5 separate regions of the Mus musculus genome follow, and all the other regions are linked to region 5. A link is a contact called in public promoter capture Hi-C data. All regions are on one chromosome and are shown on one strand. The core of a region is the stretch at or near the end of the contact, and the rest is flanking DNA. Distances in the headings are between cores, read along the strand shown. Region 1 holds the start of Hspa2 (heat shock protein 2). Region 2 holds the start of Akap5 (A kinase (PRKA) anchor protein 5). Region 3 has its middle 18 kb from the start of Esr2. Region 4 holds the start of Zbtb1 (zinc finger and BTB domain containing 1). Region 5 holds the start of Wdr89 (WD repeat domain 89).

What was found. Promoter capture Hi-C pulls out the DNA fragments that hold promoters and counts their contacts.
Region 1: a promoter capture Hi-C map of pre-B cells shows a contact between it and region 5, with 2.4 times the contacts expected there. The contact joins the promoter of Hspa2 here to the promoter of Wdr89 in region 5. A contact is called at or near these places in 2 of 39 promoter capture datasets (liver and pre-B cells), 2 of 484 Hi-C or Micro-C datasets (CD4 T cells and regulatory T cells) and 1 of 115 datasets of contacts at active chromatin or transcription factors (memory CD8 T cells).
Region 2: a contact with region 5 is called in a promoter capture Hi-C map of pre-B cells, with 2.3 times the contacts expected there. The contact joins the promoter of Akap5 here to the promoter of Wdr89 in region 5. A contact is called at or near these places in 3 of 39 promoter capture datasets (hippocampal neurons, liver and pre-B cells) and 1 of 115 datasets of contacts at active chromatin or transcription factors (extraembryonic endoderm stem cells).
Region 3: a contact with region 5 is called in a promoter capture Hi-C map of embryonic stem cells, with 2.4 times the contacts expected there. The contact joins the enhancer-like site here to the promoter of Wdr89 in region 5. A contact is called at or near these places in 6 of 39 promoter capture datasets (the 3T3-L1 cell line, 3T3-L1-derived adipocytes, embryonic stem cells and 2 more), 3 of 484 Hi-C or Micro-C datasets (LSK cells, cerebral cortex and cortical neurons), 5 of 115 datasets of contacts at active chromatin or transcription factors (embryonic stem cells, kidney, memory CD8 T cells and 1 more) and 1 of 9 other capture datasets (liver).
Region 4: a contact with region 5 is called in a promoter capture Hi-C map of pre-B cells, with 2.4 times the contacts expected there. The contact joins the promoter of Zbtb1 here to the promoter of Wdr89 in region 5. A contact is called at or near these places in 3 of 39 promoter capture datasets (the C10 cell line, liver and pre-B cells), 3 of 484 Hi-C or Micro-C datasets (CD4 T cells, LSK cells and embryonic stem cells) and 4 of 115 datasets of contacts at active chromatin or transcription factors (bone marrow-derived macrophages, effector CD8 T cells, memory CD8 T cells and 1 more).

What each region holds. Positions count from the first base shown.
Region 1 is chr12:76,402,867-76,407,161 of GRCm38.p6, reverse strand. It overlaps Hspa2 (heat shock protein 2), which reads right to left and starts at 2,986. Exons shown (of 2, transcript NM_001002012.1): 1 at 2,873-2,986; 2 at 224-2,633. The coding sequence starts at 2,628. The coding sequence ends at 727. 4930426I24Rik (RIKEN cDNA 4930426I24 gene) reads left to right here and starts at 3,168. Exons shown (of 4, transcript NR_166810.1): 1 at 3,168-4,005; 2 at 4,267-4,295.
Region 2 is chr12:76,321,794-76,326,249 of GRCm38.p6, reverse strand. It overlaps Akap5 (A kinase (PRKA) anchor protein 5), which reads right to left and starts at 1,359. Exons shown (of 2, transcript NM_001101471.1): 1 at 1,261-1,359. Gm40443 (a long non-coding RNA gene) reads left to right here and starts at 3,086. Exons shown (of 3, transcript XR_001780628.2): 1 at 3,086-3,818.
Region 3 is chr12:76,193,165-76,197,249 of GRCm38.p6, reverse strand. No RefSeq gene overlaps it. Among named protein-coding and RNA genes, the nearest start is that of Esr2, 18 kb to the right of the region's middle. Within about 2 kb of position 1,304, at least 232 of the 459 cell types and tissues checked have an H3K27ac peak or open chromatin away from gene starts, as enhancers often do. A contact at or near this core is called in cerebral cortex, embryonic stem cells, hippocampal neurons and 2 more, where this site is marked.
Region 4 is chr12:76,368,744-76,373,113 of GRCm38.p6, reverse strand. It overlaps Zbtb1 (zinc finger and BTB domain containing 1), which reads right to left and starts at 2,594. Exons shown (of 2, transcript NM_178744.3): 1 at 2,384-2,594. Zbtb25 (zinc finger and BTB domain containing 25) reads left to right here and starts at 3,554. Exons shown (of 3, transcript NM_028356.2): 1 at 3,554-3,674.
Region 5 is chr12:75,667,806-75,672,446 of GRCm38.p6, reverse strand. It overlaps Wdr89 (WD repeat domain 89), which reads left to right and starts at 2,910. Exons shown (of 2, transcript NM_028203.1): 1 at 2,910-2,975. It overlaps Gm34717 (a long non-coding RNA gene), which reads right to left and starts at 2,722. Exons shown (of 3, transcript XR_381697.2): 1 at 2,366-2,722.

The DNA of each region.
Region 1 (4,295 bases), core at 1,737-4,236, 730 kb before region 5:
GGGCTTAGGAGGTTAGAGTCACGTGAAGAGACCCCATCAGGTTTCTGAATATTAAAGGGTTATCAAGATTCTTCACCCCCTTAAATTGTTGGTGATTTGTGGCAGGAGCTTCATCTGAGAGGTAGAGAAAACTGGATTAGATGCATTGCACAGCATACTAACTTCTTAAGAGATCAACTCGAGGAAAACATAGGATGAAAAAATTGAAAACGCCAGACAGCAATTTTGAGATCAATTTCAGCTTTACTTTAAATGTGCATTTATGTGTTTACAGAATATACCTGTCTTTAATATCACTGCAGTGCTTACTTTCATCTCATAGTACATAAAAATAAACAATTCAAGCTTTCCTGTGTCTTAGTGTAACCAAGCTTCCACAGGTCAGGTGTGCGAGCATCAGGGTTCTACTTTCAAGCAAATCTCCATGTACATACGTAAGCTTAACAACAACAAAAAGAGCTTAAATCAGCAATCGCTCTAAATGCATTAAAGAGAAACCTCATTTTTCCCCCAAATCAAACTTTTAGAACTAACCTTTTATAACTAAACTAAGTTGTTGCACCTTTCCTTTCATATGTATGCACCAGGCTAAAGACTTCCAATAATAGATCTTACTTGGCACAAGGACATTTAAAAGAAACCAAAACAAAAGGGAGAAAAGGAAAAAAAAAAAAAAAGAAAAAAGAAAAGAAAGGAAAAGAGGTTTACGCGGACTCCAGCGCAAGCCTAGTCCACTTCCTCGATGGTGGGCCCTCCAGAGGAGCCGCCGCCGCCTGGACCGCCTTGGTAAAGTTTGCTGATGATGGGGTTGCACACTCTCTCAAGCTCTTTCTGCTTGTGTTCGTACTCATCTTTCTCTGCCATCTGGTTTCGGTCAAGCCAGTTGATCACCTCCTGACACTTGTCGAGGATCTTGTTTTTGTCCTGCTCGCTAATCTTGCCCCTCAGTTTCTCGTCTTCCACGGTCTGCTTGATGTTGTAGGTATAGGACTCCACCGCATTTTTGGCTGCCACGCGATCGCGATTTGCTTCATCTTCCGATTTGTACCGCTCCGCCTCCTGCACCATCCGGTCAATGTCGTCTTTGCTCAGCCGACCCTTGTCGTTGGTTATGGTGATTTTATTTTCTTTACCGGTGCTCTTGTCGGCAGCAGTGACGTTAAGGATGCCGTTGGCATCGATGTCAAAGGTGACCTCGATCTGGGGGACCCCACGGGGTGCTGGGGGGATCCCAGTCAGGTCGAACTTGCCCAAGAGGTTATTGTCCTTGGTCATGGCCCGTTCGCCCTCGTACACTTGCACCAGCACGCTGCTCTGGTTGTCTGAGTAGGTAGTGAAGGTCTGCGTCTGCTTGGTGGGGATCGTGGTGTTTCTCTTGATGAGTGGGGTCATGACACCGCCAGCTGTTTCGATGCCGAGCGACAATGGAGTCACGTCGAGTAACAGCAGATCCTGCACATTTTCCGACTTGTCGCCGATGAGGATAGCCGCCTGCACAGCGGCGCCGTAGGCCACCGCCTCGTCGGGATTAATGCTCTTGTTCAGCTCCTTGCCGTTGAAGAAATCTTGCAGGAGCTTCTGGATCTTAGGGATGCGGGTTGAGCCGCCCACCAGCACTATCTCCTGGATCTGGCCCTTGTCTAGCTTGGCATCGCGCAGCGCCTTTTCCACCGGCTCCAGGGTCCCTCGGAAGAGATCGGCGTTGAGCTCCTCGAAGCGGGCGCGGGTGATGGACGTGTAGAAATCCACGCCCTCGTAGAGCGAGTCGATCTCTATGCTGGCCTGCGTGGACGAGCTCAGGGTGCGCTTAGCGCGCTCGCAGGCGGTGCGCAGCCGGCGCACAGCGCGCTTGTTGGGCCCAATGTCCTTCTTGTGTTTGCGCTTGAACTCCTCCGCCAGGTGGCTGACCATACGGTTGTCGAAGTCTTCGCCACCCAGGTGGGTATCGCCGGCCGTGGACTTCACCTCAAAGATGCCATCCTCGATGGTCAGGATGGACACATCGAAGGTGCCCCCGCCCAGGTCAAAGATGAGCACGTTCTTCTCGCCGCCCGCACAGCCCTTCTTATCCAGGCCGTAGGCGATGGCCGCTGCTGTGGGCTCATTGATGATGCGCAACACGTTGAGGCCGGTGATGGTGCCCGCATCCTTGGTGGCCTGGCGCTGCGAGTCGTTGAAATAGGCAGGAACAGTGATGACTGCGCTCTGCACCTTGCCCCCCAGGTAGGCTTCGGCGATCTCCTTCATCTTAGTGAGGACCATGGAAGAAATCTCCTCAGGGAAGAAGGTCTTCATCTCCCCTTTATATTCCACCTGCACTTTGGGCTTCCCACCTTCGCTCACCACTCGGAACGGCCAGTGCTTCATATCGGACTGCACTGTGGCGTCCTCGAACTTCCGTCCGATCAGCCGCTTGGCGTCGAAGATGGTGTTTGTGGGGTTCATGGCCACTTGGTTCTTGGCGGCGTCGCCGATGAGACGCTCGGTGTCAGTGAAGGCCACGTAGCTGGGGGTGGTGCGGTTACCCTGGTCGTTGGCGATGATCTCCACCTTGCCATGTTGGAATACCCCCACGCACGAGTAAGTGGTGCCCAGGTCGATGCCGATAGCCGGGCCGCGGGCAGACATCCTGACTGAAAAAACAGGCAAAGCAACGTTAGGACGAAAGCGTCAGGAGAGGCAAGCGCAAGCCGGGACCTGAGCCAACGGTCGCTTCTCACAACTCTCCACGAGCGCGACTAGCGTCTCCCGGAGACCTCTACGGGGCTTCTGGTTCTTATAGTCCCCTCCTCCCTGCCTGCTGGAAACTCTCAGAGCCAATCGGTCCCCGGGCCCGCCCGCTCCAACCCGTCCGGCGCTCCCACAGGCTTGCCTGGTCGGAGTGACCAGCCGGTGGTCCAACTGATATCTAGTTGGGTGAGGCGCTTGACGCCAGCCTTGGGCAGGGAGACCAAGGGGCGGCCGTTATGCAAATGAAGCCCCGCCCAGTGCCTCCAGCCGCTTTGGGGGCGTTAAGCTCGCGCCAGGGGAGCCAGTGTGAAAGCCCCCTTTCCCGTTCTCTTTGCCTTTTCTAAAGCGTGATTCGCTAACATCTTTCAGATTGGCGGGGCAGATGCCCAATGAGCAGCGCAGAATCCGAAGCGTGTGGCAGGGAGGCGCGGGGCGGGGCGCGCGGAGGCAGCACGGAAGGGGCGCTGGCCTCCGAAAGGGTTTCTGTACCGTTCGGTGTCGGGTGCCGCCACTGACTCGGCTCCCGGGGCCCGAATTCCTTCTAGGGCGGTTGCATCGAATACAGAACGGCTGGGATCGGTTCTCGCCTTCCCTGCCCCTGCTGTTCCTGTAGCGGGGACTGGGGCTGGGTGAGGGGCGGTTCCAGGGCGGGGACTGCGAAGTTGGGCGGGTACGAGTCAGTACCCCTCCCCCTTCCCAGCGCGTCTCAGAAAGTGCGCGACCGGGGAAGGATGCGGGGTGCTTACCCGGGAGGCGGGTGGCTTCCCGCGCAGCGCGAGCGGCTACGGCTCGCGAGCCGCCTCCGCCCAACTTTCTCCCTCGGCTTTCCTAGTTTATTTTCTTTCAGGCGCCCTAATGGGCGGTTTTGACTTCTTGGTGGCACTGCGTAATAAGCCAGTGTCACCCCTCTGACTCCCGTCCCCGCACGCGTGATCTTGTTAAGGAATTAGTCCTTTTGCGCGGAGTTCGGTTGAATGAGAAGAATAGGTTGGCAGCACAGACTTGTGAGAGGAAGTAGATGAAAAAGAGTCTTTGGCACTTGTTTAGCCGGAATCTGAGAATAATTTTGGAAAGTATTCTCTGGAACAAGGGGGTGGGCAGAAGCTGGCTCCTGTAAAAGGACTCCCTACAGGAAAACGGAGACCTGTAATGTAGAACGACCGCCTCGCCTTACGGATGGGAAGCTGAGGACAGTCGTCGCTGTAAAACTTTGACAGGTGCCCAATATGAGATGAAAAGAACAAGGGAAACGGGCCTAAGTCGTGTGATAAGGGGGTAAGCCAGTCCGGTGACAACAGAGGGCAGGGAGGGGCACACAGAGCCTGAGGGGAAAACATCAAAGCATCCCTGAGGAGGTGACATGCCTAACTCCTGCAAAGGAGAGTAAGAAAAGCATTCTTTATCGAGGTTGAGGTGGTGGAATGTGGGCGACGAGGAGGGCAGAAGAGTTCAGAATTGAAGATTAGAATCTGGATATGTTAAGCAACTTTTTGTGCTTTGGGGTGTTTGTTAGTTTGTTTGTTTTTGTCTTCGAAGCTCCAGGAAAGAAGCACCCCTCTGAAACT
Region 2 (4,456 bases), core at 110-2,609, 660 kb before region 5:
GCCTAACGTGCCACAAGATTCTGGGTTTGAGCCCCAGTGCCACCAAAAAAAGTAATAGTCCACAGAATGGCAAGGCTTAAGGAATGAGGACCTGGAATGACTAGCTAACAACAGCTCCGTGCATTTTAGGTGCTGAGCCCTGAGTTAGGCGCAGGGGAGCCTTTCATGCATATTCTTCACAGAGCTTTCACTTGGGTACCAGTTCCCAATTCTCTGTAGAACTGGAACCCTGAAAAACCGTTTTAAGAGCTAAGGCTTTTCTTTTGTTTTTTTAAGGGTAAGTATTGAAAGCTTCATCTTTCTACAAAGAAACATAAAATTCTAGAATGATGGGACCAGTATAACATTTGCAGTCTCTCCTCACACACCCTAGCACTAGAACTAGAACCCAGTCTTAATGGCTTCCACGTCTTCTTTCCCTGAGCCTCCAGCGCTCTAGAGATCATTCCTTCTAAGTGTGTGTATTAATAGAAGAAATATTCAAATGAGATTATATTCCGGAAAGTCTCTGAAACTAACCTAAATGGCCTAGATGGTTGCACGAGAGGTTTCTTTTAATGTACATCACTGTAGAGATCAACACCCCAACAAGTGTAGGCGAGGCAGGGAAAGGATGCAGCCTGCAGGCATTAAAACTTTGCAGAGTGTTAAGACTGCAAATGATTCACCTTTACCTTCGAGAGGACCATTATTGTCTTGGAAACCTTAAAGTCCCTGCTGTCCTTTCCTGGCAGAATCTCCTGTCCAAGACCACAGAAAACAACCACCACCCTTCTCCCCTTGAGCAACAGAGAGCAACCACTATCTGAACAGAGCAAGGAACCCTTCCCAGCACTAGACACGAACCGCGAAGCTTCCTCCTGGAGGAAGGATTCTCCAAGCTTGACGCCCCTATGGCAGGAGACAGAGCTCAGGATAAAGTGCTCAGAAAGGAAAATACCGGGGGCGTGGAATAGATAGCCCAGCTTCAAGCTATCTGCAGAACTATCATAGCCCGGAGCCGAAAATCACAGTTCCCCAGAAAACCCCTAAAGGAAAAGGGTTAGGTAGGCAGCCGGTGCCAAAGCAGCAGCTGCAACTCGTGCGAAGCGAGCGGGCGGCAGAACAGCCCAGGGTCACCCACCTGGAGCCGTCTGAGGATCGGCGACCTTGCAGTCGTGTCCCTCACAATCTGGTGACCAGGACCCGGGGTCTGCCGCCGTTACCAGGGCTCAGTGCACCAGATTCTGACCCAGAGCCTCTAGTCTTGCCTCTACTTACCCAGATCGTCGCGGTCTCTGGCCAGCTCTGCTCCCGAGGTCGAGGAGCACGGGCCCAAACAACGGAGAGCCCCGGAGACCGCGGAGCGCGCAGCCCTCTGCAGAGGGACCGCAGCCGCGCGCCCCCTCCCCAGCGCGGAGAGAGACAGCTGGTCGCGCCAATGCGCGTGGAGCAGTGGGGCGGGGCTAGGGCCGGGGGCGGGGTGAACTCAGCCAGCCACCTGCCAGCCGACTGCCCAGCGGCCTGGGAGAGACCTCCGTGCTCCCGCCCCGGACGCATCACCGCTGCATAAAGACATCAGGACCAGGGTGGAGGGACCACTAAAGCAAAGCAGGAGGACTGCAAGAGGGTAGAAACCCCTCATTTCCTGAGACGCACATCCGTAAAAACCTTGTTTGAATTTATAAGGCTCCCACCGTGAATCCCCCCTGGAACATTAAAGACAAGGTAGAAAGCATATCTACAGATAAAGATTGATGGGAAAGATGGCTCAGCGGTGAACAGCACGTATTTCTCTTCCAGGGGGTTTAAGATCGATCCCCATACACCCACATTAGGCGGCTCACAACCACCTGTAACCAGCCCTAGCTGGATCTTTTGCAAAAACAAAATTAAAAAGCAAGATTCATAACAGTACAGAGACAATAAGGGGCCGGGGGAGGATTTTATTTTATTTATTTTGTCGAGACAGGGTTTGTCTGTGTAGCCTTGCTTGTCCTGGGACTCACTCTGTAGACCAGGCTGGCCTTAAACTCACAGGGATCCACCTGTCTCTGCCTCCAGAGTACTGGGATTAAAGGCCTGTGCCACCATCCACTGGCAGACATTTTATTTGTGTAGCTCTGTACGACCGACCTGAAACTCATTGTGAACCAGCCTGGTATTGAACTCACTGAGATTCACCCACCTCCACCTCAGAAGCTGCACCTGGCTATGGAGAAAATTATATATATATGGTGAGAAACAGAAATAAACTCACTAAACAGAACCTCAACCTGGTACTGGTACAGTCCTCACTCTGGAACAGGAAGGTGTCAGCTCAGGTGGGAACCAGCACAAATATGGCTCTGTGCACACAAAGGTGTGGCCTCCCCAGCTCAGGGCCTGTGGCTTTGGGATGTTTTCAAGCTGAGACCCTGTAAGTCACACACACACTCTGACAGGCTTGTTTCACCATGTCCAAACCTCAGGCTCTGTGCACACCAGGCAAATACCCTTTGCTCCAAATGGGGCTGGAATAGTGAGCACCCTCATCTCCGTCCCCACTTGAGAGGAACAAGGTAAGCAGACCCCAAGGGATGTCCTAAAGGAAACAGTAATCCAGCCGCGGTTCTGATATGAGATGTCACATGGGCCATGTTCTGTGCTCACCTGTCAGCATGGATGTGGTACTCCAGCAGGCCTCAGCCTCCTCCAGGGCTCCTCCTAGCACAGAGCTCGAAAGCCCCAGGGACGCGGAAGAACAAGACCCTGTCCCCTTTCTTAAGTGGACCATGACCTTTGAGAGGTCAATATCAGATGTCCACTTGGGGATGGTTTTTCAAGGAATATATTTTACCTTCCTCAGACTCTCTAGTCTAGATTTACTCCAACCAGACCTGATAAGGAATAAACTCTTAAGGCACAAAACAGACCGGGAGGACCCAGATTCAACTCCCAGCACCCACATGGCAGCTCATAACTGTCTCTGACTTTTTTCCATGGAATATGACTCCCTCACACATGCAGGCAAAACACCAATGTACATAAAAGAAAAATAATTTTAAAAAGAGAGTTCTTGATTTGCAGAGAATCAGAGTTCAATTCCCAGCGCACATTTCAGTTCTCTATAACTGCCTTTAACTCCAGGGGATCCTCTTCTGGCCCCTGTAAGCCCTCTGCGTGCACGCGAGTGCGCACACACACACACACACACACACACTTGCCAGTGTGCGGTTTGGACAGGGTGAAACAAGCCTGTGATCTCAGTACTTAGGAGGTAGAGACAGCAGGATGAGACTTTTCAAAGCCATCCTTGGCTACACAGGGAATCTAAGGCCAGCCTGGACTACATGAGATCCCATCTCAAAAAAAAATCCAAATGAGTTAGCTTTGTTCATCCAGCAAGCACAGATGTGTGAAATGACTTTATACCCGCAAGCCGGTTATATGTTAACCGTTTTTGGTAGTTTTGAACTTGAGACGAGCGGGAAGAAACTCTTAAGCTTTTCCAAATCCAGCAGACCTGGGAGTTGGCGGTCATTTTAGGAGAGGAAGCTCATGCAGATGATTGATGGGGTAACCTGGCTATGATGGGGTAACCTGGCTATCTTAGTAGAAACCACTTGGAGCCAGGTGTAGTAGCTCAATCCCAGGACTTGAGTAGCTAAAGCAGAAGGACCATACATCCCTAGCCAGGCTGCGCTACATCGCAAGACCCACTTGAAAAGAAGAGAAAGCATCGGACAATGAGAGATGCAGGCTGAAAGAGCAGCAGTGAAGAGCATCTTAGAAACTCAAGTGCAGCTCGCCTGCACCGGCTTTGGCCTTAGAAGAATGGGAGCTGACTATAGTCTAAGGTAAGAGGTGGATTATCTCATGCTCTAGGGGAAAATAAGACTTATATGATCAACAACTTATCTGGCATCTTTCTCTCATCCATACACAATGCACCCAGGAAAGAGAATGAGCCGGGGGGAGGGGACGCATATTACTATAAATAAGAATCTGCATTTTGGCTTTTCTTTAGGATATGGCTAGAACTTGAGGCCAGATGTTTGAACAATGTACTGCATGCACAAGAGGAAGAAACCTGTCACTCCTAAACACACTCAAGTGACAGGGCCGCTGAAGCTATTACTGTATTATTGCCTACTACTCCGTCTGAGTTATATAATTAGGAAATGAGCTATAAATACCTCTCCAATCTGATAGAGAACTATCCTCCTCACAGCTTATCTTATTAATGTCACAGATAGAGCGTGCCAGTAAAATAGCCTACGTATGTATCTGAGCTGACTACACCGTCTCTTCCATCCTGGTCCCCATCCTCAGTCGAGGCTTTTAGCTACAAACATGGTCTCGACTCCTCGTTAACAGTTCTTATGTCCTTGAGTCTTCCTCAGAATAAGCCTTCCGCAGCACCTTTCTCTGGCACACCATCTACTGAACCTGTGGCCCCCAGGTCCTTGGTGTTTTGATCTATTTGTGGGCACCA
Region 3 (4,085 bases), core at 55-2,554, 530 kb before region 5:
GCCCAGAGCTGGGACTTGGGCAGCGCCAGGGTCGGATTCACTCAGCCTAGAGATGGACAGGGGACCCTGGAGTGCAACTGCCTGTACGGTAGTTTTTTTGTTTTTTGTTTTTGTTTTGTTTTGTTTTGTTTTGTTTTGTTTTGTTTTGTTTTGTTTTGTTTTGCAGAGACAGTGAGCTGATGTGGGTATCTATGCCCAAAGGAGCCTTTCTGTGTTCGCTTCCCCACATCCTCCTTGTCTACACAGGACACAGGACAGCCAGACCAGGTCTCCTGACTGCTTGCGCTGCAGGCTGCCTGAGATCAGTACACATGCTGCCAGCTACAACCCAAACAAAAGACAGAAAGCTGGCTCCAAAGCACAGAAGCCTTAGGTCTTTCCACAGTCAGCCCTTCCTCGCGAATAAAAGAATCACAGAGGACTGCAGTGTCCCGAATCAAACAGCAGAGGGAGACAGAGGTACAAAAAGCTCTGGATCATTGCTGAACGAACAGCTTGCTTCAAGGCTGGAGCTGCTTAGAATCTTAACATTATCTCAAGATAATAAATGTGACTTGGATCTCTGAGTTCTAATGATGGGGTTGTGGGCAGCTTCAATTACTCTGACAAAACACTTTCTGTAATTACAGGATCTTGTGGTACCAGAAGCACCTGAGCTAGAAGGCACAGCCCTGAGACATTGTATTCTGCTTCTGTTCTTTGGCGGTCATCGTAGGAGTCGTTAGGTTTTACAGCCAGGGGTTTCCCAAAATTCTCCTCCTTCACTGTCCGCTGGCCTTCAACTCTAAGTGTTCCCTTCCACATGGAGGGACCCTACCCAATGTCCTTGCCTGCGGGTCAGAAAACTCAAATGGCCATCTAGGCTAAGGCCACCTTCCTGCTCAGAATTTGCTTTCGGGTTGCTACAAAACTTGAGGTCCTGAAGATCCCAACAGTGCGGCAAAGCCAGTTTTACCCGACTTGAGCCTGCGCAGGCGGACTGCTCTTGTGTCCATCGAAGACCTGGCAACAAAACGTGCCTGGATTCCAGCCAATCAGGGTGTGGGGGTGGTGTCAGGGCGCTGCCCGGGCGGGGTGTTGGGCGGGGCAGAGTTGCGTGCCTGTTGGTCTCTGTCGCAGCAGGCAGGTGATTTCCCTGTCTTGGCTCCTGGCGGCTTCGCATTTTCTCTCAGATCAGCCAGACTGGGGTCTGACTCTAAATGCTGGGAAGTTTTCCAGAACCTTGCAGTGCTGGCTACAACTCTGCATGTGCTCCGTGTGCAAGGTTCCCCTAAGCTGTACGTGTACTCAGCTCTGCAAGCTGGCTTTAAACTCACAGAGATTGTTTTCCTTCCAAGGGCTGGCATTACAGGCTGTGCCACCATGCGCAGCTTATTACTTTTAAAAAATTCTTATTTTTATTTTACGTGTATATGTGAGTGTCTATATATTTGTGAGTGTTCCGTGTTGTGTGCCTGGTGCCTGTGGAGGCCAGAAAGTGTTGAGTCCCCTGGACCTGGACTTACAAGCAGCTGGGAACTGCTATGTGGGTGCTGGGAACTGAACCCTTGTCTTCTGCAGGAGCAGCCAGTGCTCACAACCTCTGAGCCATCTAGTATGTAGCCTAGGATGGCCTGGGAATTGGCTATGTAGACCAACTGGCCTCTAACTCACAGAGATCCGTGTACCTCTACCTCACCAGCTGTGCGTGTGTTTATCTTAAGTCATTTATTTACTCTATGTGTATATGTGGGTGCCTGCGTGTATGCATTTGCATGAGGTGCATGCAATGCCAAAGGAAATCAGAAGAGAGTATTGGATCCCTTGGGACTGGAGTGATAGGTAACGTTGTGAGCTACTGTGTGGGTGCTAGGGACCAAACGTGGGCTCTCTGAAAGAGCAGTGCATTCTCTTAATGGCAGACACCATGCAGGAAGAGCTCCAGTGGGCAAGTGAGCTTCCTGGAGATGACCCACCATTTGGCATGGCTGGGATGGGTGTACCTTGTCCCATGACTGCTTCTTGCTCCTGCTGTGCCTTCTCCTGTTTGTCCTTGCTGTACTCCCCCAGGGACGAGGCCATAAGTCTCAGTGCACACCATGGTAAGTAAAGTAAGGAGTGGGTAATTCTAATATGAGTGTAACAACATAAAATGGATAATTAGCTAGAGTTAAAAAATAAGACATAAGATAGATGGCCTGTTTATTGGTAAAAACTTTGTTAATTTAATGACTTTTAGAACTATTGCTTTGAACTTACAATGAATTTGTAAAGTAGAAGATAGCTAAAACTATTGCTTTTAATGAGTTTATGGAATAAAAAAAAATAGATAAAAGTACTGCCCTGGACTTACAATGAACTCGTAGAATAAAAGATTAAAAAATGTTTAGTTAGCAGTTTTAATGGAAAAACATGTAATCAGTTTAATTCCCAGCAACCACATGGTGGCTCACAACCATCTGTAATGGGATCCAATGCCCTCTTCTGGTGTGTGTCTGAAGACAGCTACAGGGTGCTCACATAAAATAAATAAGTCTTATGTAACCAAGAATCGTGCTGTAACTTCCTCTTATGTAACAATTTTGTTTCTGAATGAGGTAATTCTTCGTGGAGAACTTTGTCTTAGAGAATATAAAAGGACTAAAGGGGAAAAAAAAAAACTTTAGAGCTTGCTTGTTAGAGCTTTGCTCTATCCAACTGTATGTATGTATGTATGTATGTATGTATGTATGTATGTATGTATGTTTGTAAAATGGTTAGAGCTTTGCTCTACCCACCCAATGTGTGAGTATGTGTCTGTCAGTCTGTCTGTCTGCTATGTGTGGAGTTGTTGAAGCTTGCTTGTTGAAGCCTCTTTTGCTTCATCCACTAACTTTGTGTGTATAAGTGTGTGAATTCTTTCTTCCTTTCTTTTTTTTTCTTGCCATCCCCCAAAGAGTTAAAAGTGTTCAGAGTTTCTGAGAATCCTGGCCTCAGATAATTAAGTTTTGCTCCCATTAGCATTACTAGTGCTGACCCCATAGATTCCTTGCTACTATCAGCAGGGGTGTGTGTGTGTGTGTGTGTGTGTGTGTGTGTGTGTGTGTTAGGGGCAGGGTCACACCCATTGTCATCAGCATATCGCTGACTCCACACTCAGCTCCTGTAGTGTCTGAGCTGGCCTTCAGCATTTTAACTTGCTGTACCATCTCTTCAGCCTCTGCTTTTACTCTTAATTCTGTGTCTATGGGATGGAATGTGCATGTGCATGCATGTGCATGCAGTGTCCTTGAAGAGGCCAGAAGGTGCTTGATCCTCAGGTACCCTGAAGTTGGAGTTACAGGCAATTTTCCAGCTGCCTGATATGGGTGGTGTGAATCCAACTTAGGTCCTCTGCAAAAACAGTCTCTGTTCTTAACCTCTAAGTCACCTCTCCATACCTTGTATTTTTATTATTTGAGACAGGGTCTTGTGTTGCCAAAGATGGCCTTGAATTTATGTAGCCCAAGGCTAGACTTGCATGTGGCTTTTTTTTTTTTTTTTTTTTTGGACAGGGTCTTATAGTCATAACTTGCAGAGATCTGCCTATCTCTGACTCCTAAACCCTGGGATTAAAGGCATGTGCCACCATGCCCAGCTCATACCTGGTAGCCTTGAACGGATCTTCCTGCCTCCACATTTCAAGTTCTGGGATTGTAGTTGTCTGTGAGACATAACCTGAAGATTTTGGATGCTTATTTGTATGAGTCTCACTTATGTGACCCAAGCTGGATTGGAACTCACTATGCAGCCCAGTTTGGCCTCGGACTTGCAGCAATTCTTCTGTTTCTAAAATTCCAGGATTACAGGCTGGTGCCACCATGCTTAGGTTGAAATGCAGCCTAAAGGGACTGTCCTGGTTGGATCTAAAGGAAGTATTCTAACTGCGACCGGACTGACTCTCTAGTTTCTTTTCCTGGAGCCACCTCCTCTCTCTCTTTGCTACGTGTCACAATGCTTTGTGGTCCTGTGTGCTGCGCTGGTCACACAAGCTAATTGAGCTGTCCCATTCTCTTTGTCTGCGACATTGAAGTGTTCCAGGAGAGCTGCTGGGAAAATGGTCCTTGCCTGCAAAGACACACGAAAGT
Region 4 (4,370 bases), core at 1,345-3,844, 700 kb before region 5:
CACAAGGTCAGAAGGCTGGGGTGGAGGTGCAGGCCCGTTATCCCACCACTAGGTGAGAGGTTGAAGCAGGAGGACCAAAAGCTAAGGCTGGCCCCAGACCAAACAGTGAGACTCTAGCTTTAAAATACAAAACAAAACAAAACAAAAAAACCCCATAAAACAGCCGTCAAGGTGATCCATGCTTTTAATCCTGACATCCAGGAGGCAGAGACAGGTGTATTTCTGCCTTTGAGGCTAGCCTGGTCTACAGAGTGAGTTCCAGGATAGCCAGGGATACACTGAAAAACACTTGTCTGGAAACACCAAAAACCAAGTTACAAGATCAGGAAGCTGTGCTCGTGGCCTGGTTAAAATGGGTTCTTTCCTGACAACGACACAGCAGCAGTGGTGCAAACCAGCAGGCATAATGTTAGGAACTGGAAGAACACAGCCAGCTGGAAAGACTGCTCAACCAGGTCTACTCAACAGCATGAAAACTGAGGCTTTGGGTTTTTAAATTTTAATTTCTAATGATGTGTATGTATGTGGGGGGAGGGGTGTGCACATGAGTACAATTGTTCTAGAGTCCAGAGCTCCCTGGAAATGAAGTTACAGGTAGTTGTGAGCTGCTTGGGATGGGTGCTGGGAGTCAAACTTAGTTCTTCTTGAAGGAAAGGCAAGTGCCCTTCACCCCTGAACTATCTCTCCAGCCCTGAGTTTTGTTTTTTGAAAAAAAGGTCTCGCTATGTATGCCAGGTCCAGGTTAGCCTCAAACTCTTGATCCAACCTCTTGAAGTGCTGGGATTATAGACGTGCACAACCACACCCTATAAAACTTGCTGTCAACGGAGAAATTCTGGTGTTAAAATGAGTGCAAGTGGCTGGAACACAGCACTGTACCGCAGAACTTCTAAGCCTTAACCTTTGGAAAAGCACTGCACTGCACCTCGGCTGCGTTAGGTCCGTCTGTTTCTTTAAGAGGAAGAAACCCCATGCAGCTACCAATGCCACTCAGTATTACTGAGACTTTAGGGGATAGTGATTCAAAAGGGAAGTTTTACAGTTCTAGGCAACTGACCATCCATCCATCATTTGGGCTTCAGCCTCTTGTACCTTCATTCTTTCCATTTCTCCAGATCATATCCATTTGAGGTGACAAAATTCCAGAGAACCTATTTTATACCTTTTAAAAAACATGGTTGCTTTAAAACAGTCATAAGAACTACATCGATTTCCCCAGTCGACTTCAGGGTGCCTCAAACTTCGGCTCAAGAAATTCTAAGTGGTCTTGGAAAGCCTCAGAACAAGCCTATCACCCCAAAATTTAGGATTTCCTGAGGCAGGAGAATTATATCCAAGCGATCCTGGGCTACCTAGCCAGACCTTGTCTCAAAACGGGGTGGGGGTCGGGGGGAAATGCTTGGAACGCTTTGTGGATTCCAGTGTCAAAGGGGAAAATGTTGCCGCAGCGATTCATACTGTACGGAAATACAGTCTGACCAGTGGAGAATCTACATGTACCGTCACAGCGACATTCGATTTGGGAACATGATCACACACATACAAAACCCTATCCCCAGAAAACAAGGACTTTCATTAACCTGTTCTAGACCCGTCCGAGTTGGAAAATGTCTTGTCAAGCCCTCAGATCACGTGGACGAGTGGCTAAGGTGGAAAGGGAGCCTGGGAGCGGCGGCTGAGCCCAGATCCACGCCTGCACGCTTCAGCAGCAAGGACTCCAGATCGCCACCCAACTAGCTCACCGCCTCCACCAGAACTTCTACTTGTAAGCGCCCACCACTGGAGGCAAAAAGCACTTTCTTCTCGGGACTCGGGGGGCGGGGGGGAGGATCTCGTACACAGAAAACCCCCCAAACCCCCGAGACCTACCACTTTGGACCCGAACAAAAAGCGTGTGTGCTGAGGAGCGGGGGTGGGAAAGAGCGAAGCAGGAATCCGCGCGGCCCAGCCGCCTCCTCCCTCGGAGCGCGCCCAAGTCTGCGGCCTCCGGCTCCGGGACGCTCCCCTCCCACCGGCCGCCCAGCCGCAGCTGGAAGTTAGCGAAGCGCGCTCTGGGCCCGTCAATCAAGCGCGGCCTCCCGCCTCCACCTCCCCTCCCCCCACCCCCCCAGCACAAAATAAAATAAAGGGAAAAGAAGTAATTTGGGAAGTCGTCTGGAGAGGGGATTCGTCCGGAACCCGGAGAGGCCGCGCGCACCGGACTGACGGCCGGCCCCGAGCGAAGCCGCTCGGCAGACCCCCGCCACCGGCTCCTCGCCGCGCGCTTTCCACGCTCCGGCTCCCCGCACCGGTCGGCGCCGCCTCGGCCACGCACTCCGCCAGGCCCGTGGCCCAGCTTCGGCCAAAGTTGCGCAAATGGCCCCGACGACTGGCAGCTACTCACCGGGCGCGGTGGGACGCGCGGCTGCGGAGGTTTTATGGAGTTGAGGGCAGCGGAGCCGCTGGGAAGGCGGGCGGAGGCGAGGGGCTGCGGGCTGCAGTTGACGGCGCGCGGCGCTCGGCTGGGCTGCGCCGAGACACTCCGGGCTCTGCCAGGGACTGCGCTGCAACAAAGGACTTCCGCTGCCGCACAGCCGCGCCTGCCGCACCGCACTGAGCCGGCCCCGCTTACGCGGCGACTCCGGGTCTGCCCACCAGTTCGCGGCGGCGTCCGCCAGCCTTCCCCTCCCTCTCGCCCGCCCACCCACTCCGCCGCTGGCGGCTAGGGGCACCCGCGGTCGCCTGTTGGTTGCAACAAGTTTCTGCGTCGGGCCGGGGAGGCTGGCACTGCCCGCAGCGCGGGCGCCCGGGCGGCGGCGGCTGGAGCAGCACTGTCGCCCCTCTCCCCGGAGTCGGCTTGGCCCTCCTCCTGTTTGCACAGCTGGACGCCACTGGGATCCTCCCGACTCCCCCAGGGCTGGATGCCGATCGCCCTCTACCCAGATGTCAGACCCCTGTCCCGCAGGGCCCCGCAGTTGGACCCGCCCCCGCGCTCCACCCTGGACGCCTGGAGGGGGGGGTGACACTCTCGTCCCGTCCAGCCTAAAGCCTGTCCGCTCGGGGTCCTCCGTGCCCCCCGACTCCTCTTCGCGTGGGCCCGCCAGCCTCGGGCCTGAGTCACTTCCCCCGCCATGCCCCGCCCGGCCCGCCTCCCTCCCTGGCTCCCGCCGCATGTGGCTGCCTGCCCCGCGCCCTCGTCCCCCTCCCGCGCCAGACGCCGGTGCATCCTTGCCCGTCCCCACCCAGGGCCGAGGGGGCACCCGTGGTTTTTTTTTGTTTTTTGGGTTTTTTTTTTTTTTTTTTTTTTGCACACGCCGGGGAAAGTTCCCAGGTCACGCCAAGACGTGTGGGGAGCCAGTGACGCTCGAACTTGTCCCCACACTTCCGCCTCCAGTCACGACTGGGGACCGTGGCAGAGGCGCGCCCGGAGCGCGGGGCCGACCCCCGCCTTGGCCACTCGGGCGGGCAGGCAGGCGCGCGCGCACGCACGCACGCACGCAGGCAGGCACGCACACTAGCCGGGGTGCCGCTCGCTTCCCGGCAGTCCGGTCACGTGGGCCGGGCGCGGGAAGCCGCGCGAGAGCAGCCCGCCGGGTGCGTGAGCGGGCGCAGCCGCGTGGTGTGCGCCGCGCGGGAGCCCGCCCCTCCCGCACAGAGAAGCCCGCCCGCCAGTCCGCCGCCGCGGCGGAGTCTGGGTAAGCAACGCGGCCCTGCCCCTGTGGGCTGCTCCGGGCTCAGTCCCTCCCGCCGCGAGCCGCCCGGGCGGCGGCTGCAGCTGCACCCGTCGCGGGACAGATGCAAGTAGCCGGGGAGAGGGGTGCTGTTTTTGGTCCGTTGGAGATGTCAGTCAGGGCCCAAGGAGGACATTAGCAACGGCGAGCGAGTGCTGGGCGCGCGGAGCCGCCCCTGGCCGTGGGCCGCCGGGGCCTAACGCGGGCGGGATGGCGCGCGCGATTGCCGCACAGCCTTAGAGCCCATTCCCGCTGCGGGCCGGGCTCCGAGCGGGCGCAGAAGCCTCAATCCGTCTGTGTCAGCCGGGTCCTGGGCGGCCGCGTCAGGCCTCCAGGCTCTAGCAAGTGGGCGGGTGTCCAGATCGGGCTGCGCAGCCCTCACTCTCCCCTCCCCCATCCAGTTTGTGAGTACCTAGCATCTAGGGCAAGTAGCCCCCTACCCTAATAATTAATTTTTCTCTTAGCCCAGTGGTTTTTCATTTTGAATTCTGGCCCCCATCTTATATCATCGTCTCCCTAGCACTCATTTGGAGGAATCAAGCCGTTATCAGTTGCTTAGGTAACGCACTGCGCTGTACCTGGAACCTGATAGCAGCTAGTGTTGTGTGTTTTATAAATTAACTCCCATCTCCCTCTAAGGGATTAAAGTTGGCCTTCTTC
Region 5 (4,641 bases), core at 1,661-4,160:
TTTCCATAGCCCACATACTTAGGGCCTTGTACTGAAAAAGAGGGCTCCTCACCTCCAACAAGGGAATCAAATATCAAGGGAGATTCTGACATTGTTGGAAGTCCTCAGGCTACCTAAGACAATGGCCAATGGTCAGCAAAGGTGAAGTTCCTCCCAAAACATAGGGTAACAGGGTGGTAGACTTGGTCACCCCGGAGGCAGGCCTAGACTTGTCTTCAGATTTTGGTGATGTTGACTGAATCTACTTCAATGTTCCAACTAGACATCAGAGGAGATTGTCTGGGCCAACTGAGAGAGTGCCAAAGAAAATCATAAGCTTAATGAGCTTTGATGGATGCTGCCAGACAGAAGGCCAGTCCTTCCAACAGCTCTTAGAAGACAGCTGGTAATGGAGCTCAACCAAAGCCATGAATCTTAGGGTCATAAAAACTGCTGAGCTCCTCGGGCCTGGATACTACATGCGCCACCTAGAGTCTTGTCAAAGACTTCCAGGTGTGTCATCTGAGCACAGGCAAAGCCCAAAGGAGGAAGAGAAGCCCTGGCTGGGATCCAGGCCCAGGAACACCCTCAGAGAGGACTGGGAACTGAACTTTACTGAAATAAAATAGAAATAAAACCTATTGCCTTTGGGTCTACAAGAACATCCTAGCTTCTTGGGTTGAGGAGATTTCTACCCCAACCAGCAGAGGCTGCATCAATTACCACAAAAGCTTCTCCAGGAGTTGGTCCATAGGCTTGGATTGCCCATATTCTGGGGTCTGACACGGTCTGGCCCTCATAGTCAAAATATTCCCAAATCTGGGAAAAGCGTTACACACTAATTAGACAGGCCACAAAGCTCAGGACAGGATAAAAAGAATAAAAACAAAACTCTTAAAATACGGCTTTAATAATGGCAAAAAATTGGGCCAGCTTTCTACATTTTGCCCTCCCGAGGGCCAGATGCACCAGTCAGAAATTACTAACCATTGCCTTCTCAAGTCCTTACAGGCCCTGCAAGACTCATCAGATCATTGGAGAGGCTGTATCTTTGTCTCCTGTCTGAGCCTGCCTGCAAGTTCCAGCCTGGTGACCTCATATGGGTAAAGAGGATCTGGACTGGAACAGCAATGAAGGTCACCCCATGAATGCACCATATCCAGCTGAAGGAGGCTACAGAAAATAATGACAAATGAGTTGTCACTAGGTCCTCCAAACCCCTAAAGACTGACAAGGGCCCTAGAATCATAGTTGTCCTATTTTGTCTTTTTCTCTCCTTTTGGAAAGGCTCCCAAGTCCCCATACGTCAGGGCACTGGGTATAAAAATGTAAAAAACCAGAACCAGGGAGCTCTTAACCAATCTATCCACTGAAACCCAAACTACCTTCCAGGTAGATTTCTGTAAAGTGCTACAACCAGAGACTACTGGGGCATGGCTCACTTGCTCCTGGGGAGAAGCGCATCCCTGGGTCCAGCACTATGGCTGCAGTTGATGCCCCTTCCCCGAAAGCCATTGTTCTTGGTTGGATAGCAAAACTGAGTCCTCTCCGGGTTACACGGATCCCTTCATAGTCCTAAAATAAGAACCATCACTACCTGTGATATAAAGATCAGGGCATGGCAAAGACCAAAACCCCGGGGGGTCAGGTTACAAGCCCCCTAGGATGGCAAGCTCCCAACTCCAATTTCCCCCAGGAATTCCCTTTAGTAACTTCATAGATAAAGGTCCAGAAGGCAGTGGAAGCCAGCATCTCAGTGTTCAGGATATGAAAAGAGTATGTCAGTTCCCTAACCATTCTTAACCCACTGTAGGTCAGGACTCCTGGCTATGCCATGACACCAAGACCGATATTAATTAGAAACTGCAACTAATCAAACAATAATCTCTATCTCCAACTCTACTAGCTGTAAATGGGACCAACCTAAACTCACCTTGGGGGGATTTCCAGGGGAAGGATACCTTTTAACAGCACCAAGATATATCCCCTAGTTAGTTCCCCTTATTCAGATTCCTGTGGGTATACACAGCACGTTAATTTCACGAGTCCCAGCCGAATGTATTTCCAGGGACAATCTGGCTTGTTTGCATTATCGCTTAACCAAGTACGTATTTTCTGAATTGTTTACACTGGAAAACGCGGTCTCATGGTTGTTATACCACAGGTATTCATCTATAATGAAAAGAGGGTAGAGTCCACCTAAACTAGATTCAGGGCTTCTTGGTGTTCAAGGACAGAGCTCATTCCCCTATTGGTAGGGCCAGATGTCATGTCTCCACTACAGTTGGAACATCAGCCCTGTATCAAACTAAAGTTTAAAAGCAACATCAAAATAGGACAGATGAGACAGGACCTGACCATTATGGACTTCAATTCCCAGAGTTACCTGGGGCCGAGGCAAAACTACCTCCAGATTTTGTAATTGCGCTCCTGTCAACCTTGAGTCATAGCCATGCTGGAGTGAAGGCCGGATACTGCTCGTTCAAACCCGCCTGTATAGCTAGGCTTTGTGATCACGTGTGGTTATTTCAGATCCACGAAATCCTGCCTCAGCCCCACTCCTCTGGTCCGCGAAATAACTTTACACCCGAGTCCGAGGAAGCGGAAGAAGTGCTGGAAGAAACTGCAAAGCCACATCCGCATGAAAAGGCGGAATCGGTGACGATCTTGCCTTTTATTGGCCACACGTCCAGGAAGCTGGGTCCCAGGGACTTCCGTTAACCTGACCTAGAGGGAGGTGTTGTATGGCGTGGTCCGTAGACCGAGTTACGCATGCGCAGACCTTCTGCCCTCGTCCAATCGGAAGGTAGCAAGCAAAGGCGCGCGGCTCCCGCTTCAGAAGAGCCCGCTGGTTATGGTCCGGCCTCTGTGCTATGGACCAATCCGCTTCAGCTTCCTCTATATTTTTACCCAATCAGAGCCGGAGGGCGGAGTTCCAGCCGGCCGTGGGCAGAGCGTGCGTTTTCTCCAGCTCCAGTGTGGGGTTTGCTGCGGAGGTACTTTCTGCTGGGCAGGGCGGGCAGCTCTCTCGACCGGCGGCCACTGGGTGGCACGCGCGTGGAGAGCCCTGGGCGGGGAGCGCAGAAGGGGAGCGGGTGGTGTGAGAGGGAGCACGTGCATGCGCAGGGACCGCGTGGGTCTCTGTATGCCAGGATGTGGGGTCCATGCCACCCGAAGGTCTCTGCTTCAGTTTCGAGGAAGGGTGGGTAGGTCCCTGCTCGCTCTTGCCTGCCCTTCCTCTCACTCATCCCACACCCACCTCCTGGCTCCGGCCTTTTTCCACATCAAAAAGCAGATTTTTTCATTTGGTACGCGGAGCCAAGTCGTACAGTATGTGCTGTGATGCAGGCTACTAGGCTAAGTTCCTTACGTGTGTGGTGTCATCTAGGCCACACAGCTGTCCACCGAGCTAGGTGCTGGTCGGGTGTGGTGAAGCACACCGGGGATCCCAGTACTGACTGGGAGGGAGGTAGAGGCAAGAGGATCTCTTTGAGTTTCCAGCTAACCAGTGCTTCTTGGGAAAACTTTGTCATGCACACACACACACACACACACAAACCTAATTCACAACGAAAACCACCCAAGAGGCAGTGCTGGCAGCATCTTATTTTTGTGAAATGTCTCATTTAGGCTAACTCTGACAACTTAAATTGAGGGAATTCAGCTTCCACAAATGTAAAATTAAAGATAGTACAACTAGTAAAACGCTCCTGTTTTCTTTCCTAACTTGAAATTGTTTTAAAGCCGGGCAGTGGTGGCACACGCCTTTGATCCCAGCACTTGGGAGGCAGAGGCAGGCGGATTTCTGAGTTCGAGGCCAGCCTGGTCTACAGAGTGAGTTCCAGAACAGCCAGGGCTACACAGAGAAACCCTGTCTTGAAAAAACAAAAAAAGAAAAGGAAAGAAAAAAGAAATTATTTTAAAATCCTAAACAGTGTACCAGGAAACCAGTTAATTGGTTATTATCCAAGTAAGATGAACTGGTAGGAAGGCATCAGTCTAAAGGTCTACTTCCTAACTTTGCTTTGCAATCATCAGGTTGTTAAAAAGTGCATGGTCCGTGCCAAATTGCTTCTCAGTGTTGTGATAATTCAGTGAAGATGTGGACTTATAGTCTATGTTATTGGTATCAACCATACCTGTTTCTGCTTCTTGTTTAAAGACCACAAAATCATGCAGCCTAGTTAACAATGTAAGTGTGAGATACCTCTGTGTTGACTACTTACCCGCCTATCTTGGGGTCAGGACAGTACTATCTAGAGAGCAGAAGTGAGAAGTGTCTAGCTCGTCTTTTTACCTTAGATTTTATAGAACAGGGCAAAAGTAAGTCAGCCCCTGTGACTGTTGAGGTTTCTTTCGTGTCCACCTTTGTTTAAAATCTTGACTGTTTTCTGCAACTTTCAGGGTTGGTTGGTTTGGGTTGGTTGGTTGGTTTGGGGTTTTGGAGTCAGGGTTTCTGTGAGGTTCTGGTGGTCCTAGAGCTCACTTTGTAAACTAGGCTAGCCTTAAACTTAGAGAACTTGGTGTTCTCTCAAGTGCTGGAATTATAGGCTTTCACATCAACCGAACTGCACCTTCTATTTATTATAAATAGAACTGAAAACATTGTGTGTTTTGTGTGTGTGTATGTGTGTATCTTTCTTGTTGTTTTTGAGGCAGGGC